Linked DNA regions of Sus scrofa: regions 2 and 3 are each linked to region 1. A link is a contact called in public Hi-C data. All regions are on one chromosome and are shown on one strand. Each heading gives the region's core, a stretch centred on a gene start, on an enhancer-like site or on the middle of the called end of the contact. The rest is flanking DNA. Distances are from core to core; before and after follow the strand shown.

Region 1 (4,833 bases), core at 1,174-3,673:
ACTATGTCAGGTTCTTAACCCACTGAGCCACAATGGGAACTCCTCTATTTACCTTTTTAAAAAAATGTATAAAGATATACATACTGAAATATTTAAAATGATATGACAGGGGAAAAAATGTAATTGTAATGTATACATGTAAGGATAACCTGACCCCCTTGCTGTACAGTGGGAAAATAAAAAAAAATAAAATAAAATAAAATAAAATAAAATGATATGACCTCTGAGTTTGGGATACAGATAAAGCTAAACTGGCCATGAGTTAATAATTGCTGAAGCTGGATGAGGGTAAAGAAGGGCTTATTATACTAGCCTCTACACATGTGGGAAGAATTAAACACATAAAAATAAATAAGTCCAATTAAACACTAAGTTTCACATAATAAAAACGTCTTTTTATATTAACTTGTCAAACTGTTAAAAAATTATGACAACGCAAACAATTACATGTAAAAGGAATAAACAAGGTCCTACTGTACAGCACAGGGAACTACATTCATATTCTGCAATAAACCTTAATTGAATAGTAAAATAAAAAATTATGACAAGAAAATTTTAACACTAGTTGGATATTTAATTTGGGGCATTTTTATGAATCTTTTAAAGCCTAGCAGTGTTTTATGATTTAATGCAACAAGTACTTGAAAGAACTGAAAACTAATAATCACCTACAAAAACAGCTTTTATGGTAAAATCAGTAACGCAAAACTTAACACCAAGCAAAACCTCACCATATCAGATAACATCAAAGAGTTAAAAAGGTGAGCTGGATTTTGAAAAACTTAAGGTTTCCAAAGGAGACAGGCTGGGGATGGGGGATGGGCTGGGGGTTGAGGATGGAAATGCTATAAAATTGGGTTGTGGTGATTGCTGCACAGCTATAAATGCAATAAAATTCACTCACTAAAAAAAAAGAAAGGAAAAAAGAGAAAAAGGTTTGCTGTATAAATTATATAGAGAGAGGAAACTATCCCATCTTTTGGAGATCGGGTAGAATTGAAATTCATGTCATTCAGTGAGTCTCTGTAACTAAAACCACACAAGCAGTAAAAACAAATCATTTGTCCTGCCGTAAACCACATCAAAACTCTGAAAAGCAGCTCTGCTGCCAAAACCATCAACTTCCTCAAAAAACAACTTTACTATTCTAGTTTCCCCCGCCAGTCAGAATCAACAGGGTGTGTTAAGACTATGGATTTTTAAAAGCAATTTACATACGGGCTGGCATTTGCTCCTCAATTAAAGATTCCAGTTAGGTCAGTCCCACCCTGGGACCATTCAGCCTCTCGGCCCGGGATGCCCTCCCCCTTTAGCGCCTGCGGACCGCCTGCTCATCCACTCAGACTCGCTTTCACTGGGCGCCTCTACTGATGTGTTCTGCGAAGACAGAGTAGACCTTTCAGCAGCCTGTTTCCCATCCCCATCAGGATTTAATTAATTTTTCACACCCCCAAAAAGTCTTATTGTAATAGCACTGGATACAGCTATCAGCTATGTTTTTGGTTCCCGGGGACATGACACATTGCTTATGTCATTTAGGCATAAAATCACATGGTCACACCACCAGCAGTTTTAGGTTAACCAAAATATTTATTTCAAGGTAGGTACGCATGAAGTGAGCACAAAACCCTACAAAATATCTTGAGCCATGAACTGCAAGAGCGAAAATAAAAGCAACCGTTTAAGGCAAAGACCCTCTGACATCCCCCAAAATAAACAAAAAAGGCAGGCAGGGAGGGAGGAAGGGAGGGAAAAGACCACCCGCGCCTCCCCTAATAAAGTTGCAGGACAACCCGATCACCATCCGGGGGCAGATCGGCCTTTCTCTCTCGGCAGAAGCTGTCGTTTTTTAAAACACGGGAGCAGACGGGCAGCATTCGGACACCGGTGTCCGCCTGCTTCTGTGCGCGAATCCCGGAGCCGTCGGCGCTGCGAGCCACCGGCCGGGCCTCGGCGAGCAGCAGGCGGACCCAGCGTCCGGCCCGGACCCTCCTTCGGCGCACGGACGCGCGAAGCCCGCCACCAGCCCGCAGACCCACTGCCCAGGCGCTCCCACAGGCGAGCCCGGAGGGCGAAGGGCGAGCAGGGCGCCGGCCCCTCCGCGCCGCGTCAAAGCCAACGGCCGAACGGCGGCGACGCCCCCGGGACGGCCAGGCGCCCCTTCCCGGCGTGGCCCCCGCCCTCCGCGCCGCCACCGCCTCCTCAGGCCCCGCCGCCAGGCTGGAGCCCCTGGGCCGCCCCGCCGCGCTCGGGGCCCGCCGCCGCCCTGCGCACGGGCCTCACCTCAGGGGCGAATCGCGAGCAGCGCGCGGGCTCCCAGGTCCGAGTGCGGCCGCCGCCCGTCCGCTCCAGCTCCGGCTCCGGCTCCGGCTCCGGCTCGGGCTCCGCCCCCTGTCCGCCGCGCGCAACCCCAGCCCGCTGCCCCGGCCCGCCCGGCCTCCCGCCCCCTCAGCCCTCAGCCCTCAGCGCAGCCCCAGCTGCCGGAGCTGGGTGCGGCCTGCGGCGCCGCAGCCCAACAACGCACCACCCCATAGGTCCAGCTGTTGCCGCACCGTCCAGCAACACGTCCTACGATTGGCTGGCTACCTGAAGCTGGTGGACGCGGCGGGGCGTGACCGGGGCGGTGAGGGGCGGGGCTTGGGCGGGCGGGGTTGCCGCTCTCAGTTGCCGCCTTCGGCTTAAGTCGGCCTGCGGCCGGCTCCGCCCACCGGCCCCGCCCTCCCGCTGCGGACAAAACAGGCTTTAGCGCGTGGGGTCGGTGGGTCGCAGCCCCGCCAGCCTCCTCATCGAAGCAGGCCGGTCTGGATGTGCCAACGGCGTCCGCTCACCCGGAGCCGCCTGGTCACTCGTGCATTGTCGCCGGTCTGGTCCGTGGAGGCCTCCTGCGGGCCTGGTTCACCGGATGCTCTGGAGGGCGTGCTTCTCCCTGTCCGCCTCTCCCACTTCTTCAGCTGGACCCTGCCCTGTGCCCCGCCCTCTGCTGGTCTGGGAGCAGAAGCTCCTGCAGGGGCGGGGCCGGAATCACAGGCGGAGTTTGGGGCTGGGCGGGCAGCCAGGGTGGGGCCGGGACTGCCTGGGCCTGTGGATTCTGATAAGGCCGCGGCCTGCTGCCTAGAGCTTGGCGGGCTGATGCTGGAGGAATGAGCACCAGTCACCTCCACACAGCTAGGGCCTTGGTGAGAACAGGCTACCTGTAGACCTGAAGACTACTCTGGAGACTACATCAGCACCTGCCCTGAACTGCCCCTCCTGTTGTCTCATCTGAGTCCCCAAAAAACCCCGGGAGACATGCGCAGAGCTTCTCGCTCCCTTTAACCCATAAAGAGTTGAGGCTCAGAGCTGGGAAGTGAAAGAATAGTGTGGAATCCAGGCCTTCCCTCCCAGCAGAGTCTTCTTTAGTCTAGTCCAGGAAAGGGTGGGGGACCCTGCAGATGGATAGGAGACAGTGACCTCTGATCTCCTGGATGTTGGCTTCTGTCAGAAGACTTCTGACAAGACTCCACAATTACACATCACTCACTTCCATTTCCTTTGCACCGGGCCACAAGGGCTGGCCATAGGAGGTGTCAGCAGGGGCTTGCTGAAGGGAAGAAGAAGTAGAAGAGGACAGAGCATGTTAAGTAGGGACACAGAAGATACAAAAAAGACCCAAATCAAACTTCTGTGAAAAATACATTGGGTGAGATCAACAGCAGATCAGATCCAGTGGAAGAAAGTATTAGTGAACTTGAAAACATGAAAAAAGAAAAGCTAAATGAGGGAGTTCCCTGGTGGCCTAGTAGCTAGGATTTGGCACTTCCATCACTGGTGCCCAGGTTCAATCCCTGGTCTGAGGACTGAGATCCCACATCAAGCCACTGCACACCATGACAAAAAGAAAGGAAGGGAGGGAGGGAGGGAGGAAGAAATTAAATAAAACAGAAAAGAGCCTGGATAAATCAACTATAATAGACAAAATAAAAATGTTTAAAAAAAAAAAAAAAAGGAGCCTGGAAAAGAATGAACAGAGCACCAGTGAGCTGCAGGGCAACTAAGAGAAGCCTAGTATATATGTAATCAAGAGTCCCTGAAAATAGATGGTGGGGGTTGGGAGAATAGAAATACTACTTGAATGTACAATGGCTGAGTGTTTAAATTTTCATGAAAACTACAAATGCACAGACCCAAGCAGCTCAAAAAGTAACTTCTGGCTTGCTTCTGAGCTCTGGCAGCAATGCAGTGTTTCTAAGGGACACCTGAGGCTAGCACTATCCATCACTGGTCCAGACCCCTGCTACTGTAGCTTTGATACCGCTCCCTCGGCGCACACTGGGGTCTCAGGGGACTCCCTGTGACACTGAGGAGGAAAAACCACATGTCCGGCTCACAGCAAGTTTGTCTCAATATGTTGGAATAGCTGAAAATGGCCCACTGCTGCATCACATCCCACTCAGCAGTCACCCTGAAAGAAGGCGAAGCTTCAGATGGTGAACTTGACCACTCACTGTGTGGGGGAAGATGTAGCCTGGACCCACGGGCAGTGAGAAGTAATTTAAACAGTTGGTCAGGAGCCTGGAAGGCAAAGTCTGGAGGTTCAGTGACCAAGAGGTGTGAGGAAGAGACACGTGGATGGACCTCTGAGAACCGGCACAAGGTGAAGATCTTTGCATTGCATCTTAATGTCCACTGGTGGGCATCCACAACAGAGGCTCTAAACAACCAAGCAGAGGGAATGACTCCGCCAACAGGATCCGTCCTCTGCCACTGCAATCATCTCATCAATGAAGTAGCCATGGCAGAGGCCATCCATGAGCCCAACAGCACGGGCTCCTTATAACCAAGCAGACCCAGCTA
Region 2 (4,391 bases), core at 1,465-3,964, 44 kb after region 1:
CCTCCTGACAGCCCCCCTCGCCCTGCCTCCCAGGCCCCTCTGCACTTTCATCCACTGGCCCGTCCACCCCCTCACCACATCCTGTGCACACCAGGTCACTCTGGTCAAACTGGTCTGCTACCCTCCCCCTGCCAGCCTTTGGTTCAGTCTGTTCCCGCCTTCGCGGCCGTCCACACGGCTCAGACAGCTCTCCTCCGGACTGCAAGCCCTCATGCACTGGCCACCCGTAGCCCACCTCCCTTGGTCAGGTGACCTAGTGCTGGCCATGTTCCCTGGGGTAATTAAAGAACCACATACTGAGTGGTTCTTACTGGGGCCACCTACTTTTTTTTTTTTTTTTTTGGCTTTTTAGGGCCGTACCTGTGGCCTATGGAAGTTCCCAGGCTAGGGGTCAAATCGGACCTACAGCTGCCAGCCTATGCCACAGCCACAGCAACATGGGACCCAAGCTGCGTCTGTGACCTACACCGCAGCTCATGACAACACGGGATCCCCAACCCACTGAACGAAGCCAGGAATCAAACTGGCATCTTCACGGACACGAGTCAGATTCATTACCCGCTCAGCCACAACAGGAACTCCTGAGGCCACCTTCTAGCCAGCCAGTGAGAAGAGGGCAGGTGTCCCATAATAGGGCGTCAAGGACAGAAGCCAGGAGGACCCAGGTACCTCCCTGGGCCTGGCCACTCCTGAGAGGCTTGGGCCTTTGCCGTGAGACCCAAGCAGGCAGGGACCTGGGAGCCTACCTTTGCCCCAGGCCTCTCCAGGCCCAGCCCCACCCCCACTCCCAAGCCCAGGAGGCCCAACCATCCCTGTCCTCAAGCCCTCGGGGCCAGGAAAATCACCCCCAGCAGCAGCTCACTGTCACTGAACACTAACCATGTGCCACCACCAGCCCCTGGACAGTCACAGCCATCTAAGATCACCCGGCTGGTAAATGGTGGCTGCCAGATTCAAAGTCAGAACCCAGCCCCTCTGTGACAAAGGCTGGGCCACTGTCTCTCTGCACCCCTTCAGCCTTCCCACATGGAGGCCTGCAAGCTTGTGTGCATCCATGTTGGGGGGGCGATGGGGGCTGACTCAGCACCTCACTTTCCTCTGTCCACGTGAACAAGAAGGGCCAAGGGCAGCCTGGAGTCACCCATCCTCCTACTTTTCCCAGGCTGGCCTCCTCGTCGGGTTCCTCCCTGAGCCTGTAGGCCTGGGGGACGCCCCCCAAAAAGGCTAGGCTGTATCAGCACCCCTCTCTCCAAACAGCCAAAGGGGACTAGACTCGGCCATCTACCCATCTGTTCTGCCTGTCCCCCTGGCTAGGGTGTGCCCCACACACAGCCAAGTGGCAGAGTCGGGGTGCAAGGAAGTGGAATTTGACGGGGTCCCTACCCCTTGGCGCCTCCATCCTGGCCCCCTGGCCCACCCAGAGTGGAGCCCTGGCTCCTGGAGGGCCCTCTGCAGGGGTGTCCTGGGTACAAGTCACAGTGGAGGAGGGCCAGCGGGTAACAGAGCCCAGTCCCCTCCTCTGGTCCCACAGAGCCGGGGCCAGGGGGCTGCCCCAGGGCCACACTGCATCAGTGCTGGGCTAGACTTAAACCTGGAAACCTACCCCTACTCCAGGACTTGCCGTGCCCCCTGGTCATCAGACTGTGCTCAAAATATTCTCACATTTTCTCATCATTATGGCAAAGCAACATTTCCTGAGCCCCTTCGGTGCTGGAGCCTCGTTTCACGTGTCATCGTCAGATAACATGCAATCCCAGAGGTCCCACACAGACCCCCCAACCCAGGCCAAGGGCATTTATAAGGGGCACTTTACTCAGCATGGCCACCTGACCAGCAAGTATAGAAGTCACCAAAGCTGACATACGGGCAAAGTGAGGCACTCAGGGAAGATGTGAGGCAGTCAGGGTCCCGCAGGGTGGCAAAGGGAGCGGGCTCTGGCTGAACGCTGCTCCAACAGGCCAGCTCAGAACCCCAGCCACAGCGACTATCAACACTTCACCAGGGGAAGCAGAGGCCAGGAGCAGCAGGGAAAGAGCTGGGCTGCTGGGAGGGCCGGGTACATGTGGAAGGAAGGCTGTCCCCAACCCCCAGACACTCACTGTTCCCCAGAATAAGAGTCGCAGACACCCCTAGGCCATGGGGCTATCAGTCACTCACACTTCGGTGTGAATTCTCCAACAGGCGGCTTTTCTCCACCCTCCGCGGCACACAGGCTGAGGGAAGGAAAGTTTGCATTACCGGGAGGAGGTGGAGGCAAATTCCGGGCCTGGGCCTTCAGAGGCCGGTCGCGTACGTGTAATGGGGCCTGCGGCCGTCGGCCAGCCCCAGGGGGCTAGGGAAGTGGGGGCTAGAGGGACGGGGTGGGGGTGCGGAACAGATACAACGCCACCGCCCCCCGCCCCTAGGCCTCCAGGGTGCACCCCAGGCACACCTCGAACCCGCTCATTTCAGGCAGTGGTGCTCCGAGTCTGGGCGGGCGCTAGAACTGACCGCCCCGCGCGTCCTACAGCGAGGACCCTGGCCCCTGGGATTCCGGACGCGATCGCGCCCCTCCCGTCCATGCCCGCCGCCCAGCCTTACCTGCCGAGGCTCTGCTCCCAGCCCGCGTCAGGGCCCTGCGTCCGGCAGCGGATCCCGCCTCGGCGGCCCGGCGTTCGCGCCCGCCGGGAGGTAGCCAGGAGCTGGATCCCTCCCGGAGCTGGGCCCGCCCCTCCTGGCTGGCCCCGCCCCCCACAGGCTCCTGCCCCGCCCCGCCCCCCCGGCCCGGCTCCCTCAGTCCCCCAGCGCGTCGGGCCCCGCCCACCCCCGCCTCCGCGCCTCGCCCCCACCCTCCCGGCCCGCCCCTTCGACCTGGTCCCGCCCACTCCCGCCCGGCGCCGCGTTGCCCGGCTCCGGGCCCCGCCCCTTCGAAACGACCCTGCCCCTTTAGTCTCCTCCCCTCCCCCACCCCCACGCACCCGGCCCGAGTCCTCTGGCCCCCGGGGCCCACCTCGCCGACTCCTTTTGCGATCTGAAGGACGCGATGCAGCCCGCAGTCCTCGGGGTTCGAGGTTTGGGCGCAGGGTGGGGATCAGGACCTCAGAGTCTGGGGGTCTCCCACCTTTCCACACTCCTGCTCCCCAGGAGGAGAAGGCAGGAGTTGGCTGCACGTGTGGACCCACCATCCCTGCACAGGCACCCTCTAGGGTTCAGTAAATGCAAGTGCGTGTCCTGCTCAATGACAGCCGGTGGCCCCACCGGAGGGGGTGTCGTCCTCCAACCCGCTGATCCTGATCCTGTAGGAGGAGGCCATGTCCCTCGCGGACCCCATCCCTGCCTCCTTGGTCTCAGGTCTGGAAGGGAGGGACAGGGGCATGGGATGACCCCTCCCCTGCCCCAGGAAGAAGTCTTGCTGGGAACCCAAACTTCGGAACCTGGCCCTTATTTCAGAAGAGTCTCTAGGGCATTTTTCCGCCACTTTGAAGCCAGGACACAGTCCTTGTACCAGGTCTGGACTCTCTTGGCCCAGGGGTCTGATTCCAACACTGGGAGGCCCAGAAAACAGGGTACTTTAAATTTTGCCTCTGGGAGTTCCCTTTGTGGTGCAGGGGAAACTAATCCGACTAGGAACCATGAGGTTGCAGGTTTGTTCCCTGGCCTCGCTCAGTGGGTTAAGGATCTGGCATTGCATTGAGCTGTAGCGTAGATCGAAGATACAGCTCAAGTCTGGCGTTGCTGTCGCTGTGATGTAGGCCTGCAGCTGTAGCTCCAGTTAGACCCCTAGTTTAGGAATTGCCATATGCCCCAGGTGTGGCCCTAAAAAGACCAAAAATAAACAAGTAAATAAATTAATTTTGCCTCCTGGGAGGCTCCCAACCAAGGTCCTTCCCAGAAGTTGTGGGGGGATGGGGAACATGAGTCCAGCTTTAGACGCAGATCACTCTGTTTAAGGGGCAGGGCCCTGGGGGAAAGGGAGCTTGTCAGATCTTGCAGAAAGGGCTTCCTGGGAGGAACTGGCTTCCTGGAGGGGCGTCCTAAAGGGCGGTGTGAGTGGTGGAGATAGGGAGGAGGTGTCCCAGGGAGAAGCAGTACGGCGGGCACGTTTGTAGGGGACTGGAGCTTCCAGAGAAAGGCCTGAGGAGGGGGCTGGGATCCTTGGTCCCAGAGCCCAGGAAGCAGTAAACAGGGGAAGGATAGGATCTGGCTGGCGGCTGAAGAGGCTATGGGGAGGGCAGAAGGCCAGCGCACCGAGGCTGGATTGTCCAGGTGGGAGGCCAAGGTCTGCCCCTCTGTGTGGCACTGGGCATGAAGGGCGGAAGTCCAGCAGGGCAGCCACAGCAGGCGCTGGACCAGCCGCTCTGAACAGGCAGGATGGGGAGCAGCCAGGGGCTAGAACTGGGTTAGGCTGAGTC
Region 3 (4,277 bases), core at 184-2,683, 43 kb before region 1:
ACAGCCACAGCAACATGGGATCCAAGCCATGTCTGCAACCTACACCACAGCTAACAGCAACACTGGATCCTTAACCCACTGAGGAAGGCCAGGGATCGAACCCGCAACCTCATGGTTCTTAGTCGGATTCGTTAACCACTCAGCCACAATGGGAACTCCCTCAAGCAACTTCTAAGAATTCCACAGAACAGACAGGTAAACAGCAAATGGCAGGTGCTCTAACAGAAACCAGTACCTTCTGTGAGTCAATCAGAAGCTGATTACCCAACTAGAACCATGAGAGACTGACCCAGGGCACGGCACACAGAAGGTCAGATTAGCTGATGCTCAATCTACCCTGGGCTCCACTGGTCCCATTAATGCTTTCAAATTCAACAGCCATGGCAAAGCTCCATCTCTGCACAACTAACATTTTTCTTCCGGCTTTCTTTTGAATTTCTCTGTTTCTTACTCATTTACAAGCAATAGTAGGGAATGGTAGATAAAAGTTGACCTGGCTGAAATAAGTTCAGGCAAAATCAAATTACTACCCACAAGCATTATTTCTGATTAGTTTTTCTTAACTCACAAAGGGTCTGATAAAAGTCATCTGCCTAAGAAGTAAGAGTCTCACTGGCTCATAGAAAAAGGAACCCTCTACGGTCAAGCCATTCTCAGCCCTATCATTTCCCCTGCTGCACATCAAGTTGCCTGGCCAGGGTCTGAATCTGAGCCGCATGTGCGACCTAGACCACAGCTGTGTTAACACACTGTGCTGGGCTCAGGACTGAGCCAGCAGCGCCACGGAGACAAACCGGACCATGAACCCACCATGTCACAGTGGGAATAATAAAACATTTTTTAAAAAAACTCAGTTCTATGTATTACATACTGTGTGCTCATCTACCTGACATAAAAAAAAGCATCAGGAAATTTCACCTGGAGGCTGGCAGAGCCCATGCCCAGTCAGGAAGTACTCACTCATGTTCAAGGCAGCCATCCCTCCTTGCGGAGCTGCTGGGTACACATTCGGCACGTTTGTCGTCATAAAATCCGCTATCTGCTGTAGCGCCAACAGGCCTGTGGGGTTCTTCCCCTTTTTGAACTGTTCCTGTATCATTGATTCCAACTCTTCACAGAAAGCCTAATAAAAGCCAGATCAGAACAATGAGACACCACTTCTTTTCTGTTCCTTGGGAAGGCAGGGCTAACCATTACAAAGATCAGTCTTTTTGTTTGTTTTCATCCAGTGCTGGAAAAGGAAGTGGATATTCTCATACATCTCACTTCTTGCCGCATAAATTAGTACATTCTCTCTGGAAAGGAATTTAACAATACAGAGGCTTAACACTTTGGAAAGGCACTTCCTATTCCTCCGTGTCTTTTCTAGAACTAATCAGAGATGTGCTCAAAGACTTATTCACAAGGATATACATCCCAGTACAACTACTACAGGGAAAACAGCAAGCAGTCTACATTTCACAAGCAGAGGACTGAATAAATATGAGTCAGGGGAATTCTATGCACCAGTTCAACATGAAAGGCTGAAAAAAATTAAATAACACTGTTCTGGGCGCTGAGAACACAGACAGAAAAGAACAGCTTTGCCATCAAGGAACTTAAACCTCAAGAAGGAAGACACAAAAAAGAAGAAAATCCACAGTACAAGGGGACCTCTGTATCCGTCCAAAGCATTCAGATGACCTGTGCGCGCAGTAGAGAGCTGAGCTTGGCAATGACCTGTGAGGTTGGAGTCGCCCACCTCCGTTCCAGATTCTGGCCCCGACTAACAGGCACCACCAATGACCTTGCGTGCCTGCTTGGTCCTGACTCCTGAGGTTCAACCTGAGGTCCACTCCTTCGCCTCTCAGCCTCCTGATCACCTCCCCTCCAGTGACCCTGTCACTCAACTCACCTGGCCTTCTATTTCTACGGTCACGCCCTAGAGACCTCCCCTTTCCTAGTACCTGGGCCCTCTTCAATCTCAGAGCCAGGCGTGTGCTCTCCATCAGCCTTTCCTGGTGTCCAGCTCAGCCTCCCTTCAAGCCCGTTGTGATCCTAAGACCTCACCTTCACCATCCCTCACCCTCCCCGTGTCCCGACTCCCCTCACTCACATCAGACCCGTGGTTTAACAGGCTGACCCTTCCCTTGCTTACAACTTCAACTCTCCGCCATCTCATCCCGCAAAATCCCCACCCTCGCCAAGTTCAACTCTTCTCTGTTTCTACTCATGCTGCTGATGCTGAAAGGGGCTGGAGGGAAAACCCGGGCCATGCTGCACGGCCTCGCTGTAAATGCATGACCACTGCGCTGAGCGCACCCTTTGCATGAAACCAGGGACCAGCCCCTCGCCCACGCCCCACGCAGTCTCTGCACGGCTCCCCGGGCTCACTGTCGGCAGACCACCGCACTTGCTGTTCCGCTGAGAACAGAGAATCGATCTGAAGGAAACTTCCACAGGCTCCCTCTGACACCCACCCACCCATCAGCGTCCATGCCCACACAGTGGGCCTCCCCACTCCAAACTGTGGTTGGACGGGCCTCACTCCTAAAACCGAGAAACCAACACCAGGACGTTCTATTAAGTAAACCCCAGACTCTAATCGTCTTTTCACGAATGACCTTTCTCTGTCCAAGCTCCCACAGCGACTGAGGTCAGCAACATGCTGGCGCTGTGTTCTAAACAACAGGGGAGCGACTTCCCTGGATCTCTGCACGCCCAGTGCCTGGCACATAGTAGGTGTGCTGGGTTTAGTTTCTTCACTCTGTCCTTTGTGATTTTTACTTGGTTTCTTGTTGCTTTTGCACACGAAAACCGCTCAAGCCAATGTTAACCTGATTTTTCCTCTCACCGCTTTCTTCCCCATCCATCAGCAAATGCTATTTATCCTACCTTCAAAATGAAACTTAAACGAGTCCACCTCTCTCCACATCCACCACCACCAGTGTCCCAAGCTACCATTACCTCTTGTTTGGAAGACGGCTTTCTCTCTCGCCCCATGTGACGCTCTCTCTCTACCAAAGCCAGTGTGAGTTGTTCAAAGACAGAACTGTGCTGGTCCCAACTGCAGCTCTCCAACGACTCTCAATTGTACTCAGTGCAAAACAGACTCCCAAGCTGAGCTCGCCAGCCTCCACGCCTGCTCCCTCCTCCAACCCACTGCACCCCCCTCCTTGTGCGAGTGCTCAGACCACACTGGCTGTCCTTTGACTCTTTCAAGCTCATTCCTATCTCAGGAATTTCGCATCTGCTGCTCCCTCAATCCGGAATGTCTCTCCCCCTGATGCCTGCAAGGCTGGCTCCCTACTGTCGTTCGGCACTCGGATTAAATCGTCCTCATTCAGAGAGGCCTGGTCTGAGCACAGTCGTACTCAATCTCATCATCCAGCTGCACTCCGACTGCGCTGTTTGTCCTTTACTGGTTATCTCCTTCAACTAGACTGCACAGCCTGAGACTCATCTGGGTGTTTACACAGTTGTCATGTATTTATCAAAATTCATCAAGCTGTGTACTTAAGACTTGAGTACTTCACGGTAAGTTCTATTATTGAGGAATAACATATGAATACCATTCACAACCAAACAAATAAGCTTCACATGCTTTGTTTACTGCTAAATGCCCAGTTCCTTGAAAATGGAGATGACCAACATTTTTTTTTAATTCAATGTGCTATCTGCCAAGTGACACCCCAAAATGTTAACAAAATAAAACAAAAACAGATTAAAAGGATAAAAAGAATGAAGCACGCACAAAGGCAGCAGCATCAACATGAGTAAACTATGAAAACAGCAGTGCTTTACCTGAAGATGCAGACAGAGGACACTTAGTTGGGTGTGATTGTGGTTCAAATGCCAACCATAACTTAAAGGTAAAATCAATCAACAATCAGGTACTGTTAAGATCTCCTAAGTGTCTAGCAGCAAGCTAGGTGGTACTGGAGGAAAGAGTAGTTTTGAAATGGTCCCAATTTATAAACACTCTCCAGAGGAAGTTCCCATTGTGGCTCAGTGGTAACAAGCCCAACTAGTATCCATGAGGATGTGGGTTCAATCCCTGGCCTCGCTAAATGGGTTAAGGATCCGGACTGCTGTGAACTGTGGTGTAGGTCGCAGGAATGGCTCGGATCCCACACTGCTGTGGCTGTGGTGTAACTCTGATTCAAGCCTAGCCTGGAAACTTCCATATGCCCCAGGTGTGGCCTGAAAAAAAAAAGGCAAAACAAAACAAAAAAAAAAAAAAACCCCAAAACTCTCCAGAGCAGCAGTGAGTAGTAAAAAGGAGAAATAAACATCTC

The links. Hi-C and Micro-C count contacts between places; a contact is called where the count stands out from the background.
Region 2: a Hi-C map of liver shows a contact between it and region 1, with 3 times the contacts expected there. The contact joins the promoter of SH3BP2 here to the promoter of ADD1 in region 1. A contact is called at or near these places in 3 of 5 promoter capture datasets (fetal liver, liver and skeletal muscle), 24 of 47 Hi-C or Micro-C datasets (adipose tissue, alveolar macrophages, blood and 13 more) and 2 of 2 datasets of contacts at active chromatin or transcription factors (alveolar macrophages and skeletal muscle).
Region 3: a Hi-C map of embryonic fibroblasts shows a contact between it and region 1, with 2.1 times the contacts expected there. The contact joins the enhancer-like site here to the promoter of ADD1 in region 1. A contact is called at or near these places in 1 of 5 promoter capture datasets (fetal liver), 9 of 47 Hi-C or Micro-C datasets (adipose tissue, alveolar macrophages, brain and 6 more) and 1 of 2 datasets of contacts at active chromatin or transcription factors (skeletal muscle).

What each region holds. Positions count from the first base shown.
Region 1 is chr8:1,624,736-1,629,568 of Sscrofa11.1, reverse strand. It overlaps ADD1 (alpha-adducin), which reads right to left and starts at 2,423. Exons shown (of 17, transcript XM_013978492.2): 1 at 2,284-2,423; 2 at 1,219-1,377. The coding sequence starts at 1,228.
Region 2 is chr8:1,581,492-1,585,882 of Sscrofa11.1, reverse strand. SH3BP2 (SH3 domain-binding protein 2) reads right to left here and starts at 2,714. Exons shown (of 11, transcript XR_002346534.1): 1 at 2,581-2,714.
Region 3 is chr8:1,667,402-1,671,678 of Sscrofa11.1, reverse strand. It overlaps ADD1 (alpha-adducin), which reads right to left. Exons shown (of 17, transcript XM_013978492.2): 4 at 961-1,123. Among named protein-coding and RNA genes, the nearest start is that of ADD1, 42 kb to the right of the region's middle. Within about 2 kb of position 1,433, at least 5 of the 83 cell types and tissues checked have an H3K27ac peak or open chromatin away from gene starts, as enhancers often do. A contact at or near this core is called in embryonic fibroblasts, where this site is marked.